Regions from separate parts of the Mus musculus genome. Here regions 1, 3, 4, 5 and 6 are each linked to region 2. Evidence: chromatin contacts called from public ChIA-PET, Hi-C, HiChIP or PLAC-seq and Micro-C data. All regions are on one chromosome and are shown on one strand. The core of a region is the stretch at or near the end of the contact, and the rest is flanking DNA. Distances in the headings are between cores, read along the strand shown.

Evidence for each region. A called contact is a pair of places that touch in the nucleus more often than the background predicts. ChIA-PET counts read pairs in DNA pulled down with a chosen protein or histone mark. HiChIP or PLAC-seq counts read pairs in DNA pulled down with a chosen protein or histone mark.
Region 1: a Micro-C map of embryonic stem cells shows a contact between it and region 2, with 4 times the contacts expected there. The contact joins the promoter of Spop here to the promoter of Phb in region 2. A contact is called at or near these places in 3 of 39 promoter capture datasets (embryonic stem cells, frontonasal cranial neural crest and second pharyngeal arch cranial neural crest), 1 of 15 datasets of contacts at CTCF or cohesin (the NIH/3T3 cell line), 10 of 484 Hi-C or Micro-C datasets (the AtT-20 cell line, CD4 T cells, Th1 cells and 6 more), 9 of 115 datasets of contacts at active chromatin or transcription factors (the SCID.adh cell line, VIP interneurons, embryonic stem cells and 3 more) and 1 of 9 other capture datasets (pancreatic islet).
Region 3: an RNA polymerase II ChIA-PET map of memory CD8 T cells shows a contact between it and region 2, with 7 read pairs. The contact joins the enhancer-like site here to the promoter of Phb in region 2. A contact is called at or near these places in 6 of 115 datasets of contacts at active chromatin or transcription factors (the 230-238 cell line, the SCID.adh cell line, bone marrow-derived macrophages and 3 more) and 3 of 9 other capture datasets (adipose tissue, liver and pancreatic islet).
Region 4: a Hi-C map of forebrain shows a contact between it and region 2, with 4 times the contacts expected there. The contact joins the promoter of 4833417C18Rik here to the promoter of Phb in region 2. A contact is called at or near these places in 1 of 39 promoter capture datasets (erythroid cells), 8 of 484 Hi-C or Micro-C datasets (CD4 T cells, CD8 T cells, the G1E-ER4 cell line and 3 more), 12 of 115 datasets of contacts at active chromatin or transcription factors (the 230-238 cell line, the SCID.adh cell line, acute myeloid leukemia and 5 more) and 4 of 9 other capture datasets (adipose tissue, embryonic stem cells, liver and 1 more).
Region 5: a FOXA1 HiChIP or PLAC-seq map of pancreatic cancer cells shows a contact between it and region 2. The contact joins the promoter of Nxph3 here to the promoter of Phb in region 2. A contact is called at or near these places in 5 of 39 promoter capture datasets (the C10 cell line, embryonic stem cells, liver and 2 more), 2 of 15 datasets of contacts at CTCF or cohesin (the NIH/3T3 cell line and embryonic stem cells), 7 of 484 Hi-C or Micro-C datasets (the C10 cell line, the CH12 cell line, the G1E-ER4 cell line and 2 more), 18 of 115 datasets of contacts at active chromatin or transcription factors (the SCID.adh cell line, craniofacial prominence, embryonic basal ganglia and 9 more) and 1 of 9 other capture datasets (adipose tissue).
Region 6: a Micro-C map of embryonic stem cells shows a contact between it and region 2, with 3 times the contacts expected there. The contact joins the enhancer-like site here to the promoter of Phb in region 2. A contact is called at or near these places in 22 of 39 promoter capture datasets (the 3T3-L1 cell line, 3T3-L1-derived adipocytes, the C10 cell line and 14 more), 5 of 15 datasets of contacts at CTCF or cohesin (the NIH/3T3 cell line, embryonic stem cells, large pre-B cells and 1 more), 131 of 484 Hi-C or Micro-C datasets (the 63-12 cell line, the AML12 cell line, the AtT-20 cell line and 72 more), 37 of 115 datasets of contacts at active chromatin or transcription factors (the 230-238 cell line, DN3 thymocytes, the NIH/3T3 cell line and 21 more) and 5 of 9 other capture datasets (adipose tissue, embryonic tail, embryonic trunk and 2 more).

What each region holds. Positions count from the first base shown.
Region 1 is chr11:95,412,459-95,415,515 of GRCm38.p6, forward strand. Spop (speckle-type BTB/POZ protein) reads left to right here and starts at 1,625. Exons shown (of 10, transcript NM_001359107.1): 1 at 1,625-1,946.
Region 2 is chr11:95,665,140-95,668,311 of GRCm38.p6, forward strand. Phb (prohibitin) reads left to right here and starts at 1,818. Exons shown (of 7, transcript NM_008831.4): 1 at 1,818-1,903; 2 at 2,898-3,012. The coding sequence starts at 2,925.
Region 3 is chr11:95,803,164-95,806,464 of GRCm38.p6, forward strand. The region is part of intron 3 of Gm29933 (a long non-coding RNA gene); the gene reads right to left. Among named protein-coding and RNA genes, the nearest start is that of Gm29933, 3.8 kb to the right of the region's middle. Within about 2 kb of position 2,023, at least 91 of the 459 cell types and tissues checked have an H3K27ac peak or open chromatin away from gene starts, as enhancers often do. A contact at or near this core is called in bone marrow-derived macrophages, embryonic stem cells and memory CD8 T cells, where this site is marked.
Region 4 is chr11:95,857,209-95,860,475 of GRCm38.p6, forward strand. It overlaps 4833417C18Rik (RIKEN cDNA 4833417C18 gene), which reads left to right and starts at 1,609. Exons shown (of 2, transcript NR_045187.1): 1 at 1,609-1,874; 2 at 2,786-3,267. Gm38959 (a long non-coding RNA gene) reads right to left here and starts at 1,243. Exons shown (of 3, transcript XR_880173.3): 1 at 497-1,243. n-TQttg6 (a tRNA gene) reads right to left here and starts at 2,035; the gene lies at 1,964-2,035.
Region 5 is chr11:95,513,302-95,516,576 of GRCm38.p6, forward strand. It overlaps Nxph3 (neurexophilin 3), which reads right to left and starts at 1,264. Exons shown (of 2, transcript NM_130858.3): 1 at 859-1,264. The coding sequence starts at 912.
Region 6 is chr11:95,530,725-95,533,720 of GRCm38.p6, forward strand. No RefSeq gene overlaps it. Among named protein-coding and RNA genes, the nearest start is that of Nxph3, 18 kb to the left of the region's middle. Within about 2 kb of position 1,722, at least 15 of the 459 cell types and tissues checked have an H3K27ac peak or open chromatin away from gene starts, as enhancers often do. A contact at or near this core is called in embryonic stem cells, neural stem cells and neural tube, where this site is marked.

The DNA of each region.
Region 1 (3,057 bases), core at 375-2,874, 250 kb before region 2:
AGCTGTGTGTGTGTGTGTGTGGGGGGGGGGGGGGGTCAGCCTGGACTGTGTGAGATCATCTCAAAACCCCAAACCCTCAAAATAAAGCAGAGAAAAAAAAAACCAATAAGAGCAATTTCATCTAGAATCTAGGTTGTGTAAGGCCCCAAGGGTTTGGAAGGTTTTGCTTATAATTCCTAGGATATTTCATATGGGGATTACGGGGTCTGCTTCTATACTTGAAAGTGGAAAGCCTCCCGGCACTGTCGGGGTTCTTTCCAAACCCAGTGGCTTGGTTCCTGGGCTGCCAGCCTTCCCTGCTGAACAGGCTCACCAGCCACTGGGTGCCAAGGAGCATGTGGCAAGAGATAGGAGCAGAGTCTCCTGGAGACTGTCCCAAGGCCTGGAAAGCAGTAGGGTGCCAGGAAGCAGCTCTCAATTAGGCTGCAACCCTGTTACCTCATGACCCACAGGGTCACTGGGTTGATCTCTCAGAGCTAGGTGTGTGCTTGATATGTGTATGCAAGAGGCAGTCTGCTTTTGCTTTTGAGAGCTTGATTCAGTAATAAAATATTTTCTTTTAAGTTTAAGGTAATCGAAGAATGTAACACAAAGATGACTGTTTTCTTCCAGGGCCAAGATGCTCTGAGACAATTCTACCCAACTCCAGAATCACTTTTGGTCCATGGGAGCTAAGACATGAGACAGACTGGGGACCCGGATGGCTTAGCCAAGGAATTGTCACAGAATCAGCTTCCTCTCCATTGGGTCTCTCTCTCTCTCTCTCTCTCTCTCTCTCTCTCTCTCTCTCTCTCTCACACACACACACACACACACACACACCCCTTCTGCCTTTCCCAGAAAGAACAGCTCTTTGGTTATTGTTGTCAAATGCTAATTTATTTAGTTTTCAAGACGCGGTATCACCTTGTAATTCTAGCTGACTGTGAACTCAGTAAGTAGACCAAGCTGGCCTTAAATTCACAGAGCTTCTCCTGCCTCTGCCTCCCGAGTTCTGGGGTTAAAGGTGTGCCTCACAGTACTCTAGCAAAGTACCTTATAAATGTTAGCATTTGCAGGCTAGGCTTATTGGACATGGATCTCTATGAATTTAAGGCCAGCCTGTCAACAAAGAGAGTGCTAGGTCAACCAATCCTATAGAGCAAGACCCTATTTCAAAAAATAAAACAAACTAAAACACATGTTAAAAGTTCTTTAAAAAGTATTTTAGCTGAGAGTTGCCTAAAAAAGAAAGTAAGAGCTAAGTCATCGGTAATCCACAAACTGCACAACTAGGTTTCAGTTGCGAAATGCCTGTTGCTGCTCCACCCACCCGGTCCCTGGATCTCAGCTTCCTTCCTCCATTCTGGCCTCGCACCTCAGCGCGAACTTCTGCGCGCTGCACGCGACCCCCTCCGAGTTCCCGCCTCTTTCCACTCTGGCTCCGCCTTCCGCCCAAATTCCCGGGCCCTGGCACCACCTCGCGACGCTTGCGCACTAGGGAAGGTAGGCGGAGTCTTAAAAGAGGAGGAGCTGGAGAGTCTTGAGCGGGACGGGGTGGGGCGGGGCAGGACGGGGCGGGGCGAGGCGGGGTGGGGCGGGGCGGGAAGCTGGGGGGAGGAGGCCGCGCGGGGTGGGGCCCGGCGGGTACGCGCTCGCTGCGTCGACGTGCTGACGACAGGACGCCCAGGCCGGTGTGTGTCGGTGTGTATGTGTGTGTGTGTGTGTGTGTATGTGTGTGTGTGTGTGTGTGTGTGGTGTGTGTGTGTGTGGTGTGTGTGTGTGTGTGGTGTGTGTGTGTGTATGTGTGTATGTGTGTGTGTGTATGTGTGTGTATGTGTTTGTATGTGTGTGCGCGCTCCAAGAGTGTATTTGTGTATCGGCGGTCCCGCAGGTCCCGGATGTTGCGGGCAGTATGAGGCGAGCGCAGGGGGACAGGGACCAGCAGCTGTCGCCGCCGTTCTCAGGTGAGTGTGTGTATGTGTGTGTCAAGAGTCGAAGAAGGGGTTGGCCTGTTGGGGTGCGGGGTTTTTCCTTGAGAAGTGACTAAACCCTCCCCCACAACACACACTTTTCCTAATGTACTATTCTCTGCCCCATTTCCTATGTTGGTTTCCTGGCCCGAGGAAGCCAGAGCCTAGTCAGCCGTCCGTTCTTCCTACCTCAAGCATTCTGGAAACACAAACGCGCCCCCTGCCTCCTGCCTCCCTCACCATCATATCCCCAACCCCATCCCCCTTGCCAAATAGTGAGCTGTCGCCTGCGGCGAGATGGGGAACTGCGCATGCTCGAATGTGAAGGAGCTCCGGGTGCCTGGTCGCTGCTTCAGGACGCATGCGCATTGCTGTTTTGCAGGGACCTGCGGGATAAAGAGCCCCTTGACCACGAGCCCGCCTTCTTCGCTAGACTTGCCACCCAATAGTGAGCTTGTCGCTCCGATCCGAGAGGGAGAATTTAAATTATGCGAGGGATTTAAGGACAAAGCACTATTTGCATCTGGTGTTGCCCTAGAGACTCCCAGGCTACCAACGCCTCCTAGAGCCAACGTGTCCCACGCTGACCCTTCTTTTTGAAACTTAACTGCTACTTCTACTTCTAGTATTACTTCCCTTTCCACCACTCCCGTCGTCATGCTGAAACCTTACTACAAACTTCCCCTAAGTTTAGGAGTAAGTCCAACTCGTTATTCTGGCAGGGGATTTTGATAGTCTTGTTAAAAAGGATTTGTTAAAAGGTCCATTAAAAAAGAAACTAAGGTGGGAATTTCTCTTTAGTAAAATTCTGAGTTGCCTTTACAGAGTAGCTAAGGAAGGGATAAGTGCCACACACAGACTTGAGGTAACAACAAAACAGAAATCAAGCTGTCAATCAGTAGCTTCATTTCAGCCCTTTTACTTAGTGGGACCTTTTTGGTTCATTGTGTGTGTGTGTGTAAGTTCTTCCATAGCGTTTCAGTTTAGTTATACATTTAGTTGTACAGTTTAGTTGTACATTCTGTGACAATATGGAAACAGGGGTAATCAGAAACAATTGAACAACTTGTCCAGAAGTATTAGTTTCAAATAATTTGAGCACTAA
Region 2 (3,172 bases), core at 568-3,067:
ACAACCCTTGCAAACACTAAGTTTCAAAATCTGTGGTTCACCTATTTAATCGTTTATTAGGAGGGAAAGCTCTTCGTATGTTGATTGATTCTTGCCCATTTGAGTTATGTAACATCATTCACACTTTTTTTTTTTGGTTTTTCGAGACCTTTCTCTGTGTGTCGTCCTGGCTGTCTTGGAACTCACTCTGTAGACCAGGCTGGCCTCAAACTCAGAAATCTACCTGCCTCTGCCTCCCAAGTGCTGGGATTAAAGGCATGCACCACCACTGCCCGGCCATCACACTTTTTTTTTTCTAACAAAATGTATTTGTTTTATTAATTTTAAGTATTTCACTTATATTCACCACCTTATTTACCCTCCCCAGGCCCTTCCAGTCTCTCTTCCACCCCAATAGTCTTCCTTGTGTCTTCACATTCTCTCTCTCTCTCCCTCTCTCCCTCTCTCTCTCTCTCTCAGATGCCACCTGCTTCTGCCTCCTGGGTGCTGGGATTGAAGTCGTGCACCACTGCACCTAGCTTGCTTTCATGTTCGTTCGTTCGTTTTCTTTCTTCCTTTCTTTTAAATGTATATCTGGCTTCTTATATTTTAATAAGAAATAAATACCGATTGCAAATTTAAAATTGCATTTTATCTTTTAAATAAAAGTTAAGCTAAGAATAAGGAGCAGGTCTTTCTTAGAAGTCCAATGCACTATCCATTGCGCCACAGTGCCAGGGGTTTTCATGTTCTTTACAGATATTCTCAGGAGAGTTTGTATTTCGGGAGCAACAAGCCCAAAAAAATAAACTACTTCATTTTAGATTTGTGTCATGGAGAGGAATGCTATAAAAGTCACTATTTGCTTAATTGGCAAAATTGGAATGCAGACATGGATAATATTTACTTAAGTAAAAGGATAGTAGCCGGGCGTGGTGGCGGACGCTTTAATCCCAGCACTTGGGAGCCAGAGGCAGGCGGATTTCTGAATTCGAGGCCAGCCTGGTCTATAGAGTGAGTTCCAGGACAGCTAGGGCTACACAGAGAAACCCTGTCTCGAAAACAAACAAACAAACAAAAACAAAAAACAAAACAAAACAAAAAGTAAGAGGATAGATATCCTTGATCTTAGAGAATAGTAGGAGAAAGAGAAAAGTGGAGGGAGGCGAGGAGATGGAACAAAAACAACAACAAATACGCAAATTGTTGACAACAGGTGAACTTGAGAAGCCATACACATGATCTCCGTCCCTTTTTTGCAATTCCTCGAATATAACTTGGAAAAAAAGATGCCCAGAGATTTAGACCCTAAATCAAGAGCCTTTACTGAAGTATTGCAAGACCTGAATGACCGACTCCCTTCCTCTTCTTTCTAAGCCGTTTTTAAGGTTATGGAGTGGCTTGGAAGATCAACATCTTACGTCCCTGAGGGCTGTCCTTAACTTCCCTAGCAGTCTCTCAGTGCATGAATTATTTTACCTCACCTTTATCCAAAATGCCCACCCATTCCTTCACCACCTTGTGATTTCCTCTACCAAGTGGAAGCCCAACTCCTTTCCGATCCAGTCTGCTTCCGGCTTCTGGAACCACCTCCTTGAGGAATAGGCACGTGCATATATTACCAAGGAACTACAACTCCCGAAAGGCTTTGCGGCAACATCCCATCCGTTCTCACCAGTCAGAAACGGGTTTCCTGAAAGAGCCCGTTGCTGCATGATCTTTTGGGAGTTGTAGTTGACCTCATTAAAGCCACAGAGCCCGCGGAAGACTGCAAAACACGTTTCCCAGAATGCACGTCGCTCGGCTTCACCAATTGAAGGGTCGGATCTTGAAGAGGCGGGGGTCGGGGGGGGGGGAGGAGCTGCCTGGCGCACGCGCAGTATCCGGAGCTGGGGAATTCATGTGGAGGTCAGAGTGAAAGCAGGTAAGCGTGGTAGGAGCGGTAGAGGCCTCTGGTCCTATGTCCCTGTAGCCTGCCTCTGCTTTCCTATGTACAATGAGGGCATGGGATGCATGTGTGGGTACGCCTAGTGGAGAAGGGGGAAATCTCGGTCCAGAAGGAGTTAGGAATGTGCAAGGGGAGGGGACAGGATGAGGAAAAATCCAGAAGCTGGTGGAGTAAAAAGAGCTGGATGTCAGAGACAGAGGATAAATGTGCATGGAGAAATCCCGATACACAAGCAGTTGAAGTCTGAGAAAGGGGAGGGCGAGTTTGAGGATTGTACCAAGGGTGACGCAGGGGCGGGACATTAAAAAGTTCAAGGCTAACTGGTTTCTAGTTTGTCAGCTACGTGCCCCCACCCGTCCCGCCGCAGCCCCACCTCCAGTCCTTCACCGCTCTGCCTCGCTGCACCCCTGCCAGCCCCTGCTTTCCTATTAACTGGTATGGGGAGGAGTTCTACAATGTCTTCTAGAATTCGGTCTTCTCATTCTAACCCTGGTTCTACTACTTAAGAGTATAACCTCTCTATGCACTTCAGCAGTCATAACCTTCATAAAGTAACTGAAGGTTAAACAAGGCTGTCGGAGACCGTGTAACTTAAATGTTAACAGAAATTGCCCTTTTTGTTGTTGGCTTCAGCCGTGTAGCACCGGTCTCGCTTGTGGCCTATTGGTCTAGGAAAAGGGAGTGTGGTTTTTCTGTGTACTAAGTTCCTCGTGGGTACAAAGCACCGTTCCTACGCTGAGCCAAGTGTCGCAGACTCTTTCTCTGAATGGTTGTAAAGAAACACGTCCACAAACGCAGACATGATCTACAGTTTGCAAGGTGGTCAGTGTTATGGGGCGTTCAGTGAGTGAGTTTGGGCCCACAGGTGTAGACATATGAAAATGTATGTTGAGACATGAACTCTGTGCCTCAGAGCGGGCTTTCTCTGAGAATCTGGTGTCAAAGTGTTTTATGTTTACCCCGTGTTTAGGTGTGAGTGGAAGCAACAGAAGGAGTCATGGCTGCCAAAGTGTTTGAGTCCATTGGAAAGTTCGGCCTGGCGTTGGCAGTTGCAGGAGGCGTGGTGAACTCTGCTTTGTATAATGGTGAGGCGCGGAAGAGCTTTCTGCATAGTTTCTGTTGATCTGCATAGCCCATGTGTCATTCCTTTTAAAAAAAAAAAAAGATTTATTTATTTTATTTATATGAGTACACTGTCGCTGTCTTCAGACCCACCAGCAGAGGGCATTGAATCCCATTACAGAT
Region 3 (3,301 bases), core at 773-3,272, 140 kb after region 2:
CACCTCACTGGCCCTCTTTTAGAGCAATATATATCAAGATTTGGTTCACAGAGCACCAACGTCAGAACCATCTGCACCGCAATCGGGGAGAGACTACTCTGAAGGATTTGCCAGCTGTGTTTTTCTGCAGTAGGGGAGAGAGGGGGAGATTTCTGGAGGTTCCCATTTCTACATAAGAAGACTGAAACCAAGCCTGCGCAAACTCCTGTTTGTTCTAGAACCCAAGTTACAGGCACTCTGAACCTGACCAGTGTGGTTGTTTGAATAAAAATGGCTACCATAGACTCCCAGGGGCTGGTGTTATCGGAGGTGGGGCCTTGTTGTGTCACAAGGAGTGGGCCTTGATGTTTCAGAAGCTCAAGCCAGGCCCATTGTTCCTCTCCTCCCACTGCTTTCTAATATGGATGTAGACCTCTGAGCTACCTCTCCAGCACCATGTCTTCCTTCATGCCACTATGCTTCCCAACACAGTGATAATGGACTAAACCTCTCAACTGTAAACCAGCCCCAAGTAAATGTCTTCCTTTGTAAGTATTGCCATGGCGTCTCTTCATAGCAATTAAAACCCTAAGACAACCAGTGTTGTACAGACCCCATGTGTGTGCCTGTGTGTGGGTCCTTATTAACAAACCCCTCTTCCAAATGGAGTTGACCTGGTAACACACTTGTGAAATAAAGCATGCAGAGTCCCCTCTGTTGCAGTGACCAGGGTGGACAAGGATCCTTACAGCAACTCCCTTCCCCTACTCTTTGTCAAGAAGAAGTTTAAAAGTAGTTCCTCCTGTTACAGGATGTTTGAACCTGTTTCTAGTTAGGGTGTGGCTCAGACTTTAGCATACACCATTAATCCCTCTGGCTGTAAAATACAGACATGCCCTTAGTAGATACCTATAATCCCAAATAATGAAGGTAAAGTTAGTTTGTAAAGGGAAGCAACCATGTTTGAAAGTGATGTCTAATTGAGTGGCAGACAAAGAGATGAATCAGAGAAAGATTTGACATGTCCAACTCTCACAAGGAAAGGGAAGCTACTTAAGAGAGAGACAGCACAGGAGAAGAGAGTATAGCCCAGGAATACAGTAGCGCTTGTGGAGACAGCACAGTGGAGTTGAGAGGGAGAGTAGAGCAGCAGAGAGGGAGGCAGAGACAGATTTACCAGGAGAGTTTTACAGAGACAGATTGAAGAGAGAACAAGTTAGACACAGGTGAAGACAGACAAGCAAGAGAATGGGAAGGAGCCAGTAGATTAGAAAAAAAAAAGATTGCTAGAGTTAGTTCGAAGCCAAGCAGAGCAATTCAGAGGCAAAGAGAAGTGCCAGATTGAGTCAGCTTGGAGAGGAGTTTGAGCCAGAAGAGCTGAGTTGAACCAGCCAGCTAGAATCAAGAAAGAACAAGAAGGGCGAGCTTACTCAACAGCAATTCTCAGAGGCCGAGAGCATTTTTTTTTTTGCCTAGGTAAACTTGTACAGAGCTCGAAGCTTCCAGGCCTAGGCCTAGGTTAGCAGACGAGGCAGTCAGCTCAGAGGTGACAAATGATCCAGGAGAATAAGGGCTCCATATGCAGCCTCCCTTCCTGTTTTCAGTTTAGCTGGAGAGAGAAGAGCTACAAAGAAGGGACCAATGGCCTTTGGCAGGTATGAGAACATGGTCAAAGAGAGACAGAAGTTCTCTCCATATGCTCCGACAGGAGAGAAGAGAAGCTGGGCAAAATGAGGAGCAGAGAAGATATGCCTCAGCCCCTTTGGGCCACAGATTGGAGTCTGAGCCCTAGCCCCCAGCTCAACACGTGCAACTGGTTTGAGAGGCAAGAGCCAGAGTTCACAATGATCTCACACCCAAACTTTCTGTCCATCATCCATCAACTCTGCTTTCCTCTAAGTGACAACTCCATCCATCCAGTGTCCCCATGGCTCCCTGCAATCCAGGCTGGGTTCCCATGGCTCTCGAACACCCCTGGGGTTCCTGCCTGAGTCCTTGCACTTCCCTTTGCAGAAAGCCACTTCCCTTCACGTCTGCAAGGTTGCACCCACTTCCCGCCCTGTGCTCAGCATCCTGTCAGGGTAGGTTCCTCTACTTCCGGATAGGTAAAGGTCACCTGTGCCTTTGGTTGCTTCATGTTTCCCACAGTATCTGTGATCGTATGGTATCTGCACACTCCCCAAGCACTTCCCTTTGGAAAGGAGCTCCCTGGTGTCCAGGATAGAACCAGATACAGGTGGTTCACCCTGGGCATCAGCTCATGAATAACATGAGTGACTCCCCTTAACAGCCCTCAGAGACTCCTCCAGAGCACTCACAGGGTCCAGGAGCTTGGTCTCATGGACCTTGGCATTCCTGCTGTCTGTTACTGGGCTGCAGGCAGTTAGAAAGGCACAAGGGTAAATCTCACAGGACAGTGTCAGGTGCCAGGTTGAAACAGTGCCTCATCTCACCATGGGGCTGATAGGGAACCTAGTGGGAGGGGGAAGGAAGGCCTCCTGCAGAAAGGGAGTGTCACAGGGCTCCAGAGGAGCAGGTAGAGAGAGGGTGTGGTCTCTGCCCTCAGCTGCCAACTCACAGCAGATACCAAGCTGGGGGATTAGAGGACAGCAACAGCTGTCAGAACCCAATGTCCGCAAAGCTTCAGACCTGCTGTCCCCTCCCTCCCATTTCCGGGCTCTGTGCCCTTAACCTGCCCTTGGTTCCCCAGATGAGTCATCAAGTTCCAGCCCCTAGGGTTCCTTGCAGCACATCCCTAGGGGAAGTTGAGAGGCTCATGCACGCCATTAAGAAATAGGCACAGGAGGGCAGGAGGCTCTAAAGCCATCCGCAGCCTGGGTGAGGGTTACCCAGGGCCCAGTCCTTGCCTGTTGAAGCCTCCAGTCTAGGAGACAACCAAAGCTCAGCTGAAACCCAGCAGCTCAGCTAACAGGCAGTTTGAAAGCAAAGACAAAACAAAACAACAGCAAACAAACAAACAAAAACCTCCACAAAACAAACAACAAAACAAACCAACCCTCAAAAAGAATGAAAACAGGTGTGTACTCTGCTTGAAACTACCTCTTTGATGAAAACCAAATATCTCCAAAAAATAACAAGGGAAGAGGGAGGCAAGATGGTGTAGCGGGTGAAGGTGCTTGCTGCCAAACCTTGACAAAGTGAGTTCAATTCCCTGGGACCCACACAGTAGAAGAAGTGAACCAGCTCCCTCTAGAAACGGTGCACCATGGCCTATGTGCGTACACATAGACACATACACACACACTAAACATAAGTGAAATAATAAAAATGTTAAGAAGGATACACAAAGGCATTAATTCTC
Region 4 (3,267 bases), core at 359-2,858, 190 kb after region 2:
CTATTTTCCTCTTTTTTTTTTTTTTTTTTTTTTTTTGGTTTTTCGAGACAGGGTTTCTCTGTGTAGCCCTAGCTGTCTTGGAACTCACTCTGTAGACCAAGCTGGCCTCGAACTCAGAAATCCGCCTGCCTCTGCCTTCCAAGTGCTGGGATTAAAGGCGTGCATATGTTGGTATGAATGTGGAAGCCAGGGTCAATGTGAGGTGTTTTCTTTCTTTCTAAAGACAGGTTCTCTCATTGGCTGGCCAATGACCCTTCTGCCTTCACTTCCCCAGCATTAGGACTACAATCCCCAGCATGCCCAGCTCTGACATGAGTTCTGTGGATGGAGCTCAGGTCCAGCATGGTTGCATGCAAGCTCTTTACCTGCTGAGCTATGCCCCTAGCACAGGTTTTGCTATTTTTCGGCAGGCAGTTTTCTTACAGGCTTTGAGAATTTATTTAGATTTATTTGCTATTTATGCATTACACATGCATATCCCTAGTCTGTGGCTTACCTTTTCTCTTAGTATGCCAGGCCCTGAGTGCCTTGCAGTTCACCATTGAGCAACAGGCCCAGATATTTTCACTCTTCTGATGGTACTTGGAGTAGCACAGTCCTCGTCTGTGCGTTTTATTCGGGCTTTGTTTAAACTGAGGTGTAGGCATTCCCCTATGTCGTCAGCCAAGCTCACCGCTTCTGTCACTTTCAGGTCAACAATTCTCTTGGGACTTTCTGCTGTGTTTAGTGTTAACAAGAATCCGATTTCATATTCTTTCCCTATAAGCAAGCACACAGCAGGATGTCAAGTAGGTCCTTTCCCCTAACTCTGTTGTGCTACCTTTTATTATTATTTAAATTTGTGACACCTTTGTTATTATAAACTATGCATAAAGGTGAGGCTGCATCTTGCTTCCCTATTCTGTTCCATCGGTATGTTTATCCATCCAGACATTATCTTAATTTCTTTAATGTACAGTTAACAAGCATCTTTATTTTCTGGTAGCGCAAGTGTGCCTCCTCTCACGTCTTGATCTTTTTGAGGTTGCGATGGTTCATTCAAACTGATCCATTCAGATGTTTTAAAGAGTGCGTGGGTTGTGTCTGCAAGAGGCATGCTTAGAGAATTAATCGGAGAGTCGGGAGAGGCTCCTTTTGGTTTCCATGGCATCCTCCCAAGGGTGAGAACCTATAGCCACCGTGCCAATCACTCTGTAGGGAGACCATAATGCGTCAGCAGGCTCCCTCGTCATTTATCCCACAGGGACGAACACAAATCCCAGATCTTAATCCAAAGAAGATACAATACTCCCTGTACATATTTTCCACCCGCGGCGCGATGCAGCTAAAGAAATCCTTAGCGATTCCTGCCCTTCTCTCGGAGAAACACCTCATGGACGGTGAGAAACTGTACTGATCGCCTGCCAGCCTGACTAAGTGACTGTTGTCTAATTGAAACACAACCTCGCTGGGTGAGCAATGCAGAACCAAAACACGGGTTTATGACCCCTAAACGCACAAGCCTCGGGGAATCGCTCTCTTGTACCCAATCAGAGGTCCCCTGGCACCACTTACCCGCCCCCCGGCCCCGTCCGGCCACTTCATTCGCGGCTCACAAAGCAATCCTACCGCGCGTTCTGCACAGCAGCCAATCAGAGGGTAGGGGGCGGGGACTCCGAGGCGCGGTGTGTGCAGCGGTACTCAGACAGGAAAGCCTCGGGATCCTTCGGGTTCTTTCGTTTTCCCTCCTGGGTAAAGTTATGTTCAGTCTTCCATCAACTCGTTTATTTTTCCGCCCGACTCGGCGCGCGTGCGCAGTGCCTCCCAGCCCAGGCTGTTCCTGAAATGTAATCGTGTTGAGACACAGGGAGGGAAGCTGAACGTCCATTCTACAGGTCAGTGCATTCCCTGCGGAGGCTCGGGTTGGTTGCTACTTCCTGCAGGCCCCAAAACAGGGATTCTAAGGCCAAAAAAAGGTTCAGTGAGGTCCCACCGAGATTTGAACTCGGATCGCTGGATTCAAAGTCCAGAGTGCTAACCATTACACCATGGGACCTGCTGGCGGCTTAAGGCGCCCGGCAGCCTTCTCAAGCCACATGACGTTGGGCAACCTTTTCTAAGCTTCGCTACACTTGGCTTGGGCCCGTGGCCGGTGGCCGCGATGGCGGGCAGACACGGAACCACCGAGATTCTCATGTCCTTACGAATTCCAAACGTTCATGGGCCCCGAGGTGTCTGTCACCTCTTCCGGTGATCCTCCAAGGGTCCCGGCTCTTGACCCCAAGTCTCGAGGGCGGCTGGTCGTCCGATCGGACCAAGTCCGGAGAAAGCCGGCTCCGGTCCCGGACTCCGGGCAGGAGGTTCGGCGCACGCAGCCTGGGCTTTCTACTTGTTTTCTGCGTTTATATCAGGAGGGCTGTGGCTAGGACGCTTTGGCCCAGCGGGGAAGGACGCGGACTGGCACGTGGTGGCACAGCCGTTCAAACCCCGGACGAAACCTGGGGTACAGACGGGGATGCTGGAGAGTGCGCCGCACGTGGATGCCGCAGCCCCTGCTCCGCGCTATGCAAATTATCTGTAGGGAGATTGGCGCTTCCAATTCAGCACTTCCCCCCGCGCTTCAAAAGGCCGGACTACCGAAACTTCTAGTGTGCCGATCCTTAGAAAAACCCAGTCAGAATTTTAACAACAGACACCCACCATTCAACACACCACGCGCACACACACACATATCCCGCAAAACAACAACAAAATCCCCACTTCTGCACTGTCTAGTCTTTCATTTTCCCTAAATGTGTTTCTGCAGGTCAGTCAACACTTTGACTCAGCAGTTCACCTTCGGAGCATTACCCTAGTGGACATCCATCTGTGCCTCGAGGCTGCTTCAAGGATGCTCTGGACTATGTATTGTTTATTATAATATAGTGAGGCTTGGCCCCATAATGATGGCTATTGTATAAGTCCTCTACAAGAGTTTAAGAAATAACCTGTGTGCGAGGCTCAGATAAGCACTAGGGACACCAGGAATGTTAACTACACAGGAATGTCTGTTTAGTGAGAGAGATGTATGACGTGTCTTCTGCCCAGAAGGCTGGGAGCAGATGTGGGTAATGGCCTGTGACCTGAGACTGATAGGCTGAGATCTCACCAGTTCCTCCCTGGACTCTTATCGGTGAGCATGTTTTTCTCAGTCTATAGAAACTATCTTTCTGGAAGATGTCACATGTACTTTACAAAGAGTTCCAGTGCAGTGGTGTCCTAAGCTGTGCTGTGCACAGGTGATTGGGT
Region 5 (3,275 bases), core at 14-2,513, 150 kb before region 2:
AGAGGGCCACAGGAAAGGGCCAAGCAGGGAAGACATCCTCCCTAGTCCTAGAGTGGACTAGGAATGGAAGGGTTGCTGTCAATGGGAATTGTTTTGAGGAAGGGGGCCGTTCCAGTGGCGCCGAGGCGGAGGCTTCTCCAGGACAGGATTAGGGTCGGGACAGATGTGGGGCGGTGGGCGCGGGTCGCGAGAGAGTTAAGCTACAGGGTAGGGTCCAGGGTGGGGTTCCAAGGCACCCTGGGCCGCGGGGGAGCGGGGTCTGGGCGCTCAGCTCAGCTGCTTTGAGCGCCTGGGGCGGGAGCCGCCTGCCCAGGTCCTGTGGGGCTCGGGCTGCGCGCTGCCGGGAGAGGCGAGGAAAACAACAGGCGAGGAGGGAGGGAGCGAGAGGGACGGCGGGAGGCAGGGACGCGGGGGCTGCCCCCGGTCCGCCCGGGTTTGGCGCGCCAGGGCCCACAGTTCGGGATTCTCTGGGCCCCAGAGGTCAAAGAAGAATACCGCGTCCCCTGGCCGGGCAGGTCACCTGCCCCACCCCCGTTTCGCGCGTCCTGGGATGCTGCTACGAGAGGTCGGGTAATCCTTGGCTACTCAGCTTGGGGGGCCTTTTCCCTAGTGTCACTCGCACCTCCCGCGATCAGCCGCGGAGTGGGTGGGCCATCCAAGCACCCTCCTCCCCGCCCCTATTAACCCTTCCAGTCCGGCCTCTGGCCTCGGACCCGCCCTCTCCCCTAGCCTCCAGCGTTCACCGCATCCCCAGGATGCCGGGGTGGGGGGAGGGAGAAAGTTTCAGGGCTCCGCAGCTTCCCGCGCTCTCCCCATCCCCTGGCCCCCGCCCTGCGCCGCTCCCCGCGGACCACTCACCAGATAGAGGCTGCCCTGCACTAGGAACACGAAGCAGCAACGGGTCAGTTGCATCTTCCTCCTTTGCTCTCACCCGTCTCTCTTTTCCTTTCGGGGTCCCAGGCCCCCTCCGTCCCGGACTGCTCCTTCAGGCGCGCTGTCCCATGCTCCGGTCCCCGGTGGCTCGCGGCCCTCCCCTCAGCCAGTTGCTGGGACCGACCCCGCCCCCTTCGGTCCAGCTGTGCAGCCGCCGCCCCCTCCCCGAGTCCAGCTGCTCGCCGCGCGGTCCCTTCTCCCAGTCCCAGATGTGCGCCCGGAGCGTCTCGAAGGGGCTCCGGCTGAGCGGTGACTCTGCCGCTCCAGACAGGCGCTCGGCGCCCGGCTTGTTTCCAGAGGCTCGGCTCTCACCCAGATGTGCTGGGGACCTGCGCGCGCGCCCGTCCCCGGTGCTAATTCCCCAGACCAGACGGCCCCTCCCGCCCCGTCGTGGCGCGCCCCCTGGCGGACGCCCCGGGCCACGCCGAGCCGCGGCCGCCCGCTCCCCGCTCTGCGCCCCGCCAGACTGGAGCGCTCCTGGCGCCCAGGCGCCTCCCGCTTCCTCGTCCCTCCCACTGGCGGCGGCGGCGGCGGCAGGTACGGTGAGCCCAGTCGGTACCTCCGGATTTAACTCCTCCCCTGCCGGCCAGCAGCCTGGGGACCTGGGACGCCCAATTTCCAGCGTAGGGGACAGGAGGAGGGCGGAGGAGCTCTGGGTGAGGAGGCAAGAGGCTGGAAGACCGCGGATGGGGACACCAGCTTTTCCGCCCTTCTGGCAGCGCGCCTTCTTTTCTGTAGCGGGCACACGGGAATCTGTCGCTCTACCTACCTCCACCCTAGGAGTCCTAGAATTTGGAAAGACGACTCTCCCTAAATCCATTTTTAAGGGCTCAAGGATATTTACAGCGGATCACAGCTGATGGTTCCTGCAAGACTTGATGAGGGTGCTAAGGGAAGTTCTTCTAAGTGTCTAGCTCGCACCCTTTTTCCTAGCACATTCGTTCCTTTTCTTCTTAGACGACCTAAGAGCAATCAGTACGAAGCATTTGGTTGAGGCGCTGGGCTGAAGAGACCACTAGGGTCCAGGCTGGGTTCTGAGGTTGGGGTAAGGGTTTGCCTCCTGAGAAATAGAGGCATAAATGGCGTGAACAGGCCTCTCAGAGCATGTTCTTCCCTACCCATTTCCCACGGCACAGGTGTCACCAGGCGGAAAAGGGCCCCACCCCAGTGGGGTCCTAGGTTGCTCTGTTCTCTTCAAATCACCAAGACAAGAAAGATTAAGACCTAGACAAGAGATCCCAAAGGGTCAGGACCACCCTCCTGCCCTCAATGGCTAGACATCCTTCTGAGCTCTTTACAACTCCTTTGGTCTTTAGAAAAACAAAAGGTCGAATCCTAGGACCCGCATGGAGGCATTTGGAGTGGCCCCAGCCTACACTGGGTCTACCGGAAGCTCTCCACACTCTCTTCTGTGGCCCTCTGAGATCCAGTGTGGTCCCTGGCTGCAGCCCCCAGCTCACACCCAGCCTCCTCCCCCACCATCTGCCAGGCGTTGTGCGAGGAATGCAGATGAATCTTAATATCAGCCTGGGCCAAGTGCAAAGAGGGAGAGACTGCAGAAGGAGGTAGCTTGGATGAGCCCCCTGTCTCCTGGGTGCCCTGGGCCTTTCGGGCTCTTTGCAGTGTGTGTGTGTGTGTGTGTGTGTGTGTGTGTGTGTGTGTGTGTGTGTGTACTCAAAGACTGCCAAAGGCAGGGGAGGAGGAAGGAACAGGTAAAATTTTGTGTGGCCTTGGAGCTTCTGGTCCAGCTGGGAGAAAGATGCTGTTGGTCTGAGCGTGGGCAGCTAGTTCCCGCTCTCAGCTTGACAGAGACGAAGCTGGGCTCACTCCTTACTCATTCCAAGTCTTGCCCCCAGGAAAGCAGTGTGGCCCAGCAGAAGGGGTACTGTTTTCAAGCCAGACAGTCTTAGATTCCACGCCAGGCCCCAGCCCATTGTGTGACCTTGGGCAGGTTACTGCCATGCTGGGATGCCAGGTTTCAGATCTTTCCTTTGGAGGTGGGAAGAACACAGTGTGTGTCCCCAGTGCGGGCGCCATGGTTGGCGGGCACCGTGGGAGTGCAGTAAACGGAAGGGCTCGCTTTTGCACTTCCCACACATTTGCTCTGGCTGCTCTGCCTGCCACGCTTGCCCCCACTCCCCTCTTGGACACTCCTGGCTCCCACTTCAAGTTTCTTCTCTGCCTTCATCCATCAGCCAGTGGTAGAGCCTATCCTCCATACCAGGCTCCCATCCAGAGCCTGAGTTACAGAGATGAATGGGACACCATCCCTGCCCTCAAGGATCTCCTAGCCCTGTGTGTGAAAATCAATCATTATAACTCACTGGGATGCGTGCAAAGAC
Region 6 (2,996 bases), core at 472-2,971, 130 kb before region 2:
CCCAGAGATGGAACCACCCACAGTGGGCCCTCCTACCCTTGATCACTAAATTGAGAAAATGCCTTACAGCTGGATCTCATGGAGGCATTTCCTCAAGGGAGGGTCCTTTTTCTGTGATAACTCCAGCTTGTATCAAGTTGACACACAAAACTGCCAGTCCACCCCTCTCTCCCTCCTGATCTAACAAGCATTCTTGCCACTGTATCTCTGATCTCTATGTTTGCTACTTTGGCACAGGTTTCTACTAAGTTGCCCAGGCTGGCCTTGAACTCACTTTTCCCAAGGTCTACCTTGAGCTTGCAGTCCTTTTGCCTCAGCTCCTCAGAAGCTGGGACCACAGGTCTGCACCAGCAGGCCTGAGCATCTCCATCACAGGTGCCACACTCTCCTCTCCTCACAGCTCAGATCCCAGATGGGACCTTGGTCACTCAGAAGGCACTCTTCCCTGGAAACATTACCAGAAAGGTAGACCTGTAGTTTACAGCTAAGGGGAGGTCACGGCATCTCCCTGCCCCTTAAGATGCCTGTATAGGGCTGGAGAGATGACTCACTGATTGCTCTTCCAGAGGTCCTGAGTTCAATTCCTAGCAACCACATGGTGGCTCACAACCACCTTTAATGGGATCCAATGCCCTCTTCTGGTGCATCTGAAGACAGCTACATTATACTCGTATACATTAAATAAATAATATATTTTTAAAAAGATGTCTGTATAGGAGCTGGAGTAATGGCTCAGTGATTAAGAGCACTTCCTGCTCTTTTAGAGGACCGGTGTTCAATTCTCATGCTAACTCACAATTGTCTGTAGCCCCAGTTCCAGGGGATCTGACACCTTCACACAGACATACATTAGGGCAAAACGCCAATGCACATGAAAAAGTAATTTCAAAAAGATATCTGTCTAATTTGTTTAGAACTCTGTCCCATTTATTGATGTAGCCAGGCACTTCCAGTGTCAATACGAACCATGTGGACATTTACAGCTAATATGGGTTCTGATCCAATTTAATTTTGGTGCTCACTGTACTGTGTTGTTTATCAATCAGTAAGTAAGGGTGGGGGTGGGGTGGGGAGGGTGGGTGGGGAGGGTTGGGGGTGGCCGAGAGAGTGAAGAGCTGTCACTCCAGCATCTTCCTGATGCCATGGCTGCCTGACAGGGCCTGGAGAGCTTGCTCTGTCCCTCCAGTTTCGGGGAATCAATTTTTCTCTTCTGATCTCAGGCAGGCTATGCAAGCATATGCATATGGCACAACGCTCATATGCATAAAACAAATAAATCTGAATATATATATATATATATATATATATATATATATATTTGGATTTTTGAGACAGGGTTTCTCTGTATAGCCCTGGCTGTCCTGGAACTCACTCTGTAGACCAGGCTGGCCTCGAACTGCCTGCCTCTGCCTCCCGAGTGCTGGGATTAAAGGCGTGTGCCACCACGCCCGGCCAAATCTGAATTCTTAAAAAAACACCCTGACAATAGAAGCTTACTAGAGAAAGGGTTTGTTTTAGCTCACAGCTCAAGCTACAGTCCATCATGGCGGAAATCAAGGCAGCAGGAGCTTGAGGTACCTGGTCACATGGTGTCCAGTCACAAAGAGGCCTGAGTGCACAGGGCTACTTGGCTAGGTTTCCTTTGTGCAGTCTAGAATCCCATGAAAGGGTCACACCCACAGTGGGCCAGCCTTCTCGGTTCATTTAACCAAACCAAGATGGCTACCTCCGACCCCCCAGGCACACCCTGAGGCTCTGCTCCTAGCTGGTTTTAGGTCCTGCCACTAAGTGACAACACTAATCATTCCAGAGAGGGGTGGAGCCAAAGATTGGAGCGTGGAAGTTCTGAAAAGTCAAAGAACTAAAAAACAGCAATGTAAATGGCTTTTTACAAAGAGGGTATCAACTACCATCTCTCTCATTTGTCACCTGGCAGCCATACTGCTCCGCCCCCTAGCTAGTCTCCACCCAGTGGATTCCCTAGTCCACTGGTTCTCAGACTTCCTAATGCGGAGCCTCTTTAATACGGTTCCTCACGTTGTGGTGATCCCCAACCGTACGATTTTATCGTTGCTACTTCATAACTGTAATCTTGATAATATTATGAATTGTAATGTAAATACTTGATATGGGACTCCAGGGGGTCGGGACCCACAGGTTGAGAAACACTGCCCTGGCATCCTTAGGAAACATGTACAGTGGTCCCTACACTACCCTGTGTAGATAGAACGTTCAGACTCAGTGTGGTGACCCACTGTGCCTTCCCTTGGGGGCTCCAGTCAAATGTCGTTCTTCAGAGAGCCCCACTTAAGGCAACAGTGCCTGTCCAAGGCCCTTTGGCTCCTGTCCATCTGCCCATAGAGAATTTGAGGTATTGGCCATCTTCCCCTCCCGCACGAGTCTTTGGGTCCAGAAGGCGGTGGATACCTGTGTTGGTGGCCGACTGTGTAGCCAGTGCTTTGATCAAATCATCAGGCCATCAGGTGGCCCAGCCCCCAGAGGCACCCTGTGTTCTGCTGTGAGCTGGGGAGAGGAGAGCTGGTAACCGCATCTTTACACGGCTTTGGTTTGTTTAAGCGATTACAGAGAACATGTAGTACGTTGACTTATAATTAAAAAGAAAATCCAATAAAGTTAATAAAAAAAGAAATTAAAGTTTTCATTTCCTGGGGACTAAACAAGAATGCAGCAGAAGGGAGCACAGGTGTCTCCTGAGGCTGGTGGATTGGCGGAGTGGAGAGTGCTGGAGGGCGTGGTTGAGTGGAGGGGTGAGAGAGACAGGAGGGGCTGGAATTGAGACTGTGGGGCTGTGTGTCCGGAGGGCTGGGAGGCGAAAGTAGAGGCTGGGAGCCATCGAAGCTGAGATGTACAGTCGGTTTCATGCGGGTTCATTGTGGGATGACTGACAGGGAATGTGGCTTGTGGAGGTGGCGAAGGCTGGCCACCCCGGGACACCACCACTGGACCGTGGACAGCCTGTGGTACACACATATATA